Regions from separate parts of the Pan troglodytes genome. Here region 2 is linked to region 1. The links are chromatin contacts, called in public Hi-C maps. All regions are on one chromosome and are shown on one strand. The core of a region is the stretch at or near the end of the contact, and the rest is flanking DNA. Distances in the headings are between cores, read along the strand shown. Region 1 has its middle 130 kb from the start of ZNF706. Region 2 overlaps GRHL2 (grainyhead like transcription factor 2).

Region 1 (3,556 bases), core at 206-2,705:
GTTGGTAGTTAGTTTTTTGTGGTACTTAAGAGTGTTCATTTTGTGGGAATTTTGTGCTATTTACTTATAACTCGTGTGCTTTTCTGTGTGTGTGTCTACTTCATATTAAAGAGTTTAATACAAAGAGATAAGTCATTCATTCATTGTTCTGTCAATTCATTGATTCATTCAGTAAACCTTTGCTGAGGGTTGGTGTATTAGTCTGTTCTTGAATTGCTATAAAGACATACCTGAGACTGGTTAATTTATAAGTAAAGAGGTTTAGTTGGCTCATGGTTCTGTAGCCTGTACAGGAAGCATGGTGGCATCTGCTTCTTGGGAGGCCTCATGGAGCTTTCTCATGGCAGAAGACAAAAGCGGAAGCAGGCACTTCACATGGCGGGAGCAGGAAAGCAAGGCCGGAGGCGCTACACACTTTTAAAAGACCAGATCTCAAGAGAACTCGCTCACTATTGAGAGGATAGCACCAAGGGGGATGGTGCTAAACCTTTCATGAGAAATCCGCCCGCATGATCCAATCACCTCGCACCAAACCCCACCTCCAACACTGGAGATTACATTTCAGTATGAGATGAGGAGTGGGGACACATATCGAAACTGTATCACTTGGCTGCAACATCATTGGAGCACCAGTTCTTACCGGATTGCAGTGTTTCTCATGGGGAAAAAAATGTTCTTGTGCATAGGGCTAGATTTTTAAAAACCAAGGGTTTGAAACTTGATTGAGTCCTAACCACAACTTGCTGTTTTAGTTTAGCCAAGCTATTGTGTTTCTCTGGGCCCGTGATGATCCGTAGAGTAAGTGATCTTTCTTTTAGCTCTGAAAGTGATAATTTATTAATTCAATCAACTGTAGTTGAGTGCATATTACCTGTGCAGTGATTTGCTAAAGATAGGAGCCACAAAACTAGAAAAACAAACAAATGCATGGTCTCATTCTCCAGAAGCTCCTAGCCTTGCCAGTAACAAAGGGACCACTATGGTGGAGCAAAGTAAGTGCATCGATGGACCTCATGCCCAGGATGCTAAGGGACCACTTGTGAGCAGCTGCTAATCCTGATCCCAAAGGAAGGCAGCCAGAAGTGGAGACCCGATCCCACTTCCGGCTGTGTATTAAATGCTGCTCTATAGGATAGAGTATTACCTGGTTGGGGCCAGCACGGCTTCTCTGAGGCCTGGAAGCAGGAGAAAGCTTCAGTCAGACAGAAAAGCAGCAGAAAGATGAGAGTGAACAAAAACAAAGAGTTTTTTACTGCCTTTTATTTTTCAGGTCTGTGTAGATAGGATGCTAGGAGGCAGTGTACAGAACGGAGTGGGAGTCCAGAGCGTGGCAGGGCCAGGGCAGGAAAGACCTTGATTGCCCTGGTACAAATTCCAGCAGGAAGGAGCCAGCGCCTCCCCCAGACACAACTTCCGGCACCTGCCGCTCAGCAGGGCCGGTGAAAAGCAGTCCCCTAGTGGCAAGTTTGGGAGCTCCCGGTTGCTCGTGGCCTGAAAATCTTGCTCTAAAGAGGACAAATTCTAAGGGCTCTTCAAAACCCCAGAGGAATACAAGCCCACTGGAAATGTAGCTAATCAGCTATGCAAATGTGATTTGCACATAGGAAAGCACAATAAACAAAACAGGGATCTCCCGAGAAAGTACCAGAAGACGCCTTGGCTTAGAGAGCGCTGGGACAGCATTTCCCCAGGGCAAGGATCTGCTGATTCTGAGTGTCTGAAGAGTTGCTTTGCATGCGGCCTCAGCAGATGTGTCCATTTGCATGTAGGTAAATTTCCGCATGTAAGGTCTTAGTATCAAGCAGGTCTTCAGAGGACTGAATGTCACAGGATTAAAATCTAAAACTCATTTAGCATTCACCAGTGCAACCAGCTAATAGGCATCAAGATTTGCATCAGAGGATCAAGATCTGTAGTTGGTTTAATGGTAAGAAATAGTCTTAGAAATGCAGCTTAGAAAAAAATTTAGAGACATTTATAGCAGCCTCAGAGCTGCCCCCTTCGGCAGCTCTACAGTTTCTCAGTCTATCCTCTGTACAGGAAGGGGTGTTCCCAGGGCCTACTTCCCTGTGGGCTCTGTCCACAGTGCTCTTCAGGGCTGCTCGTGGCTGGCCTCATGATGTTGAGCACTACTGGCTTTTCACAGGGCCAGGGCTGCTGGACACCCTGCAATGTGCAGGACAGTCCTGCCAGGTGAAACTGTCTCTTCTTCTGCATGACTTTGGAATGTCTCACTGAAATTTTATGTACATGAACAACCTGCTGATAAACTTCTGAGCATAAAAGCTAATTCAGTTTGGTATGTAAACAAAATATTCAGTTTAATTCACACTGAATTTTTCAGCAATGCAAGTACTATGCAAACTGGGGAGAAGACTAGGCTTAGTTTTATTCAGAGCTTTGTTGGGAGTTGTTCACTATGTCAGAGAAACTTGAGGTTAACATGTGCAGCAGCTCCATTTGTGGGGTTCCATGTAGGAGGCCAAGTGTTTGCCTACTTCCTGTTGGCTTCTAGCAAAATCGGGCCTCCACCTCTGTCTACTGAAATACGTATTATTTTATGGCAAGTTACTATCTTTTTATTTCTTCTCTAAGGCATTGTGTTGATTTTTTGAAATTAGGCATATATTATTTATTAATTTTGTTTCAGCCTAGTAAAATGGGGGAGGAAGGTGGTACAAAATATTTCTTTTCTCCTTCCTTCCTTCCTTCCTTTCTTTCCCTTTCTTTCTTTTTCTTTCTTTCTTTCTTTCTCTTTCTTTCTTTCTTTTTCTTTCTTTTCTTTCCTTTCTTTCTCTTTCTTTCCCTCCCTTCCTTTCTTTCCTTCCTTCCTTCCTTCCAGGGTCTCACTTTCTCACCCAGGCTAGAGCACAATGGCATGTTCACGACTCACTGCAACCTTGACCTTCCATGCTCAGGCAATCCTCAAGCCTGAAATTATTTCTTTCCTTCCTTTCTTTCTTTCTTTCTTTTGTTTTGTTTTGGTGGAGGACAGAGTTTCGCTCTTGTTGCCCAGGCTGCAGTGCAATGGCGCGATCTGGACTCACTGCAACCTCCACCTCTTGGGTTCAAGCGACTCTCCTGCCTCAGCCTTCCGGGTAGCTGGGATTACAGGCATCCGCCACCAAGCCTGGCTAATTTTTGTATTTTTAGTAGAAACAGGGTTTCCCCATGTTGGCCAGGCTGGTCTCACACTCCTGACCTCAGGTGATCCACCCACCTTGGCCTCCCAAAGTGTTGGGATTACAGGCATGAGCCACTGTGCCCAGTCAAAAATATTTCTTATGTAACGGCCTCCATGTCTGACAGGGTAGAGTACAGAGGGATGAATCTGGCCTTTCTCTCTCACAGCCTCAGCTTCTTCATCCCTTAAATGGAAAGAATGCCTAACTCATAGGGTGGGGCCTGAGAGTGTCTCTTTGGAGCTCAGAAAGGGATAGAGGATATGAGAGAAGCAGCATTTATTGAGCACCTACTGTGCATCCAATTTTTTGCTCCTTGGATCCTTACAACAGCCTCAGGGACTAAAAACAATCACACTCATCATCCCCCTGAG
Region 2 (3,486 bases), core at 718-3,217, 190 kb before region 1:
TTTTGGAGGTGGGATGGTACGTGATTTGTCTTTATTTAGTGGTTTTAAATATATATATAGCTTATGCAACTGAATATAAATGGAAAAGAAGGCTGGGCCAGTGGCTCACACTTGTAATTCTAACATTTTGAGAGGCTGAGGTGGGAGGATCGTTTGAGCCCAGGAATTCAAGACCAAGCAGACAACATGGCAAAAACCCATCTTTACAAATAATAATTTAAAAAATTAGCCACACATGGTGGTGAATGCTTGTAGTCCCAGCTACTTGGGAGGCTGAGGTGGAAGGATCACTTGAGGCCTGGAGATTGAGGTTGCAGTGAGCCGTGATGTGCCACCACACTCCAGCCTGAGTGACACAGTGAGACCCCACCCCCCTTAAAAAAAAAAACAAACTTTCAGTGGATATAAAAGTACTGGACTGAAGAAACAAGCTGGGACGGGTGGTAGTGGGGAACTAATAATTTTGGGTGTTTTCTCTCCATAGCATCCAACATTCTTGATTTCCTTTCCTCTGCTTCATACATAAAAGCATGGTCACAGTCATCTTTATGCAGTTCCCCTCTCCAAGGAAAGAGGTTTTTATTGTACACCTTTCTCTCTTAACCTGTATGGAAAAAAAAAAAAAATCCCCTTTCATTCCTTGTAAGAATAATAGATGTTGGCTGGGCGCAGTGGCTTAAGTCTGTAATCCCAGCACTTTGGGAGGCCGAGGTGGGTGGATCACTTGAGGCCAGGAGTTTGAGACCAGCCTGGGCAATGTGGTGAAACCCATCTCTACTAAAAATAAAAAAAAATTAGCGGGGCATGGTGGCGGGTGCCTGTAATCCCAGCTACTCAGGAGGCTGAGACACGAGAATCACTTGAACCAGGGAGGCGGAGGTTGCAGTGAGCAGAAATCGCACCACTGCACTCCAGCCTGGGTGACAGAGCGAGATTCCATCTAAAAAAAAAAAGAAACAAAGAATAATAGATTTCTACTTTGTGGTCCCAATCAGTATATGAACAGAAGGCCTATTTAGAAATTAAAGTTAAAAAAAAAAGCAAGTTATATTTCATGCAACTTCAATTCCAAAACAACTCAGATATAGATGTTTATATATATATAGATGTTTATATATATATATGTATATATATATATGTATATGTATATGTATAAACATACTTGTATTTGTAAGGCTTGGCAATGGCCTGAGGTACTCGTTTTTGTGTTTATGAATAGACCTGTAGCACACAAGTGCTGCAAAGAAATCTTCATGATCATCCACTCCAAACTTCTCATCTTACAAATAGGAAAACTGAAGTCCAGAGAGGTTATACCATTTCCCTGGGATTACACAGTTATTTTTGTTAACACCGAAATAATTCAAGGACAAATTGCTGGAGGACACATATCCACAGGGGATTGGTTCCAGGCCCACAGATGCTCAAGTGTCTTATATAAAATGGCCTGGTATTTTAGGTATATAACCCATGCACATCCTACTATATACTTTAGATCACCTCTAGATTACTTATAATACCTAATACAATGTAAATGCTAGGAAAATAGTTGTTATATTGTTTTCATTTGTATTATTTTTTACTGTTATTATTGTTATTGTTTTTTTTTCTGAGTATCTTTGAAATACAGCTGGTTAGACCCACAGTTTTGGAACCTTGGATATGAAGAACCAACTGCATACTGTTGGTTAATCATTAGTGCTTTGCCAGGAAGGGGAACATCACACACTGGGGCCATGTACCCTAGAACTTAAAGTATAATAAAAATATATATTTAAAGAAAATCTTTAGTGCTTTGCAAACATATAAGCACTCTTCCATGAGGACAAAACCAAAATTATAAACAGCTTCCTCCATTCACACCCCTGCCCTAAATTTCCCACTCAGTTCATTGAACAAACCTTTATTGAGCTCCTGCTGTACTACAGGCTCTGAGCTAGGTGCAGGGGGCAGTGTTGACCAAGCCAGACACAGTCTCTCCTGTTAAGGAGCATTTCATCTACGAATTGATTAGTTCAAGTCAGCTTATTACCACAGCGTTCTCTAAAAGCTAACAAAAAATTACATTTTTAGAACTATTTTTTTATAATCGGTCCTAATCCCTAGGTATATAAGTCCAAGTATAAAGATGTAATAAAAAATCTTATCATGGAAGTTATGTCTTGTTAAATAACGGAAACACTGCTACTTAAAAACCATGAAAGTTAAGATCATATTCATTTGACAGGTCTTAACTGAGCAACTACTGTGAGCTGGTACTGCTTTGAGTACTGGGATACAGCGATGAAAAAGACAGACCCAGTCTCTGCCCTGGTGAAGCTCTGACAGAAGAATATACAATTGCAGATGTGACAAGTGTTAATGAAGAAAAGTACAGGGTGCTACAAGAGAAAATATCATGGGGACCATGTGGTAGCCAGGAGCACCTCACAACACTTCCAACCACAGAAAGCATCATGGGCCAAAGCTCCTGTTGCCTGTCACTGAAATTTGTCACCACATTTGTGCGGAGACCACACTTCGCCATGGGCTGCTTCCAACCAGCAATCATGTGTGGTAGGACTACCAAAGCGGCACATTCTTGGGGAACAGGGACTCCTCTGATGGCTGGCTCTGACTCAGAGACCCTCACCCCCACCCCATGGCCCTGCTGCATCTTCTTTAGACTGCACAGCAGTCCTGGAAGCTTCTGCTCAACATTTCCTCCCTCTCTCCTTCACTCCAAGTCAGACTCACATTGTTGTCTGACAGCTCCCCCACTTTGCCAGCTCCCTCTGTATTTTTTTCTCACAAGTGGTTCCCCTAATACAAGTATTGCATGTGTAATCCTATCTTAGATTATTCATCACGAAGAACTCAGACTGATGGAGGATCTAATTTAGATTGAGATGGGGCTGCTTAGGATGGGGTTACTGTGAAAGTATTCAAACACAAATTGAGACTTGCAGAAGGAGGAGGAATTTCTCAAGGAAAAGAGGAAGGAATGTCATTACAGGAACAGCACGTGCAAGGTCCCTGAGGCAGGTTGGAACTTCTCCCAATCGAAGGACTAAATGAAGGGCAGTATAGCTGGATCATAATGTTTCAAGAAGGAAGAGGGCAGTGTCTGATGAAACTTAAGAGATAAGCAGAGGCCAGATTATGCCAGGATTTGTAATTCACTTTTAGGATTTTACATTTTGTATGCTAAGTGCACAGGGTACTCATGTGAGGTCTTTAGGAAGGGAACATCTTGATCAAATTCTTTTCTGTTCAATCCATACAGAGGGTGATCTTTTAAAAACACAAGATGTTCTCTTGTGACCTTTAAAAGATCACCCTGTCTGCTGCGTGGGATTGAACAGAAAAGAGGTTGTAGGAGACCAACAAGGCAGTTACTGAAATGGCCCAGGAAGGATAAACTAAGGATTACTTTCTGCATAATGAGGAAAATCATCTTTATAAGGTCTTCCTTAAGATTCTGTAGCCCTTTTCTTTATTTCAAGG

What was found. A called contact is a pair of places that touch in the nucleus more often than the background predicts.
Region 2: a contact with region 1 is called in a Hi-C map of induced pluripotent stem cells, with 2.7 times the contacts expected there. The contact joins two enhancer-like sites. A contact is called at or near these places in 4 of 7 Hi-C or Micro-C datasets (blood, induced pluripotent stem cells and stem cell-derived neural progenitor cells).

Annotation. Positions count from the first base shown.
Region 1 is chr7:111,568,095-111,571,650 of NHGRI_mPanTro3-v2.0_pri, reverse strand. No RefSeq gene overlaps it. Among named protein-coding and RNA genes, the nearest start is that of ZNF706, 130 kb to the right of the region's middle. Within about 2 kb of position 1,455, at least 5 of the 24 cell types and tissues checked have an H3K27ac peak or open chromatin away from gene starts, as enhancers often do. A contact at or near this core is called in induced pluripotent stem cells, where this site is marked.
Region 2 is chr7:111,757,517-111,761,002 of NHGRI_mPanTro3-v2.0_pri, reverse strand. The region is part of intron 1 of GRHL2 (grainyhead like transcription factor 2); the gene reads right to left. Among named protein-coding and RNA genes, the nearest start is that of GRHL2, 30 kb to the right of the region's middle. Within about 2 kb of position 1,967, at least 1 of the 24 cell types and tissues checked has an H3K27ac peak or open chromatin away from gene starts, as enhancers often do. A contact at or near this core is called in induced pluripotent stem cells, where this site is marked.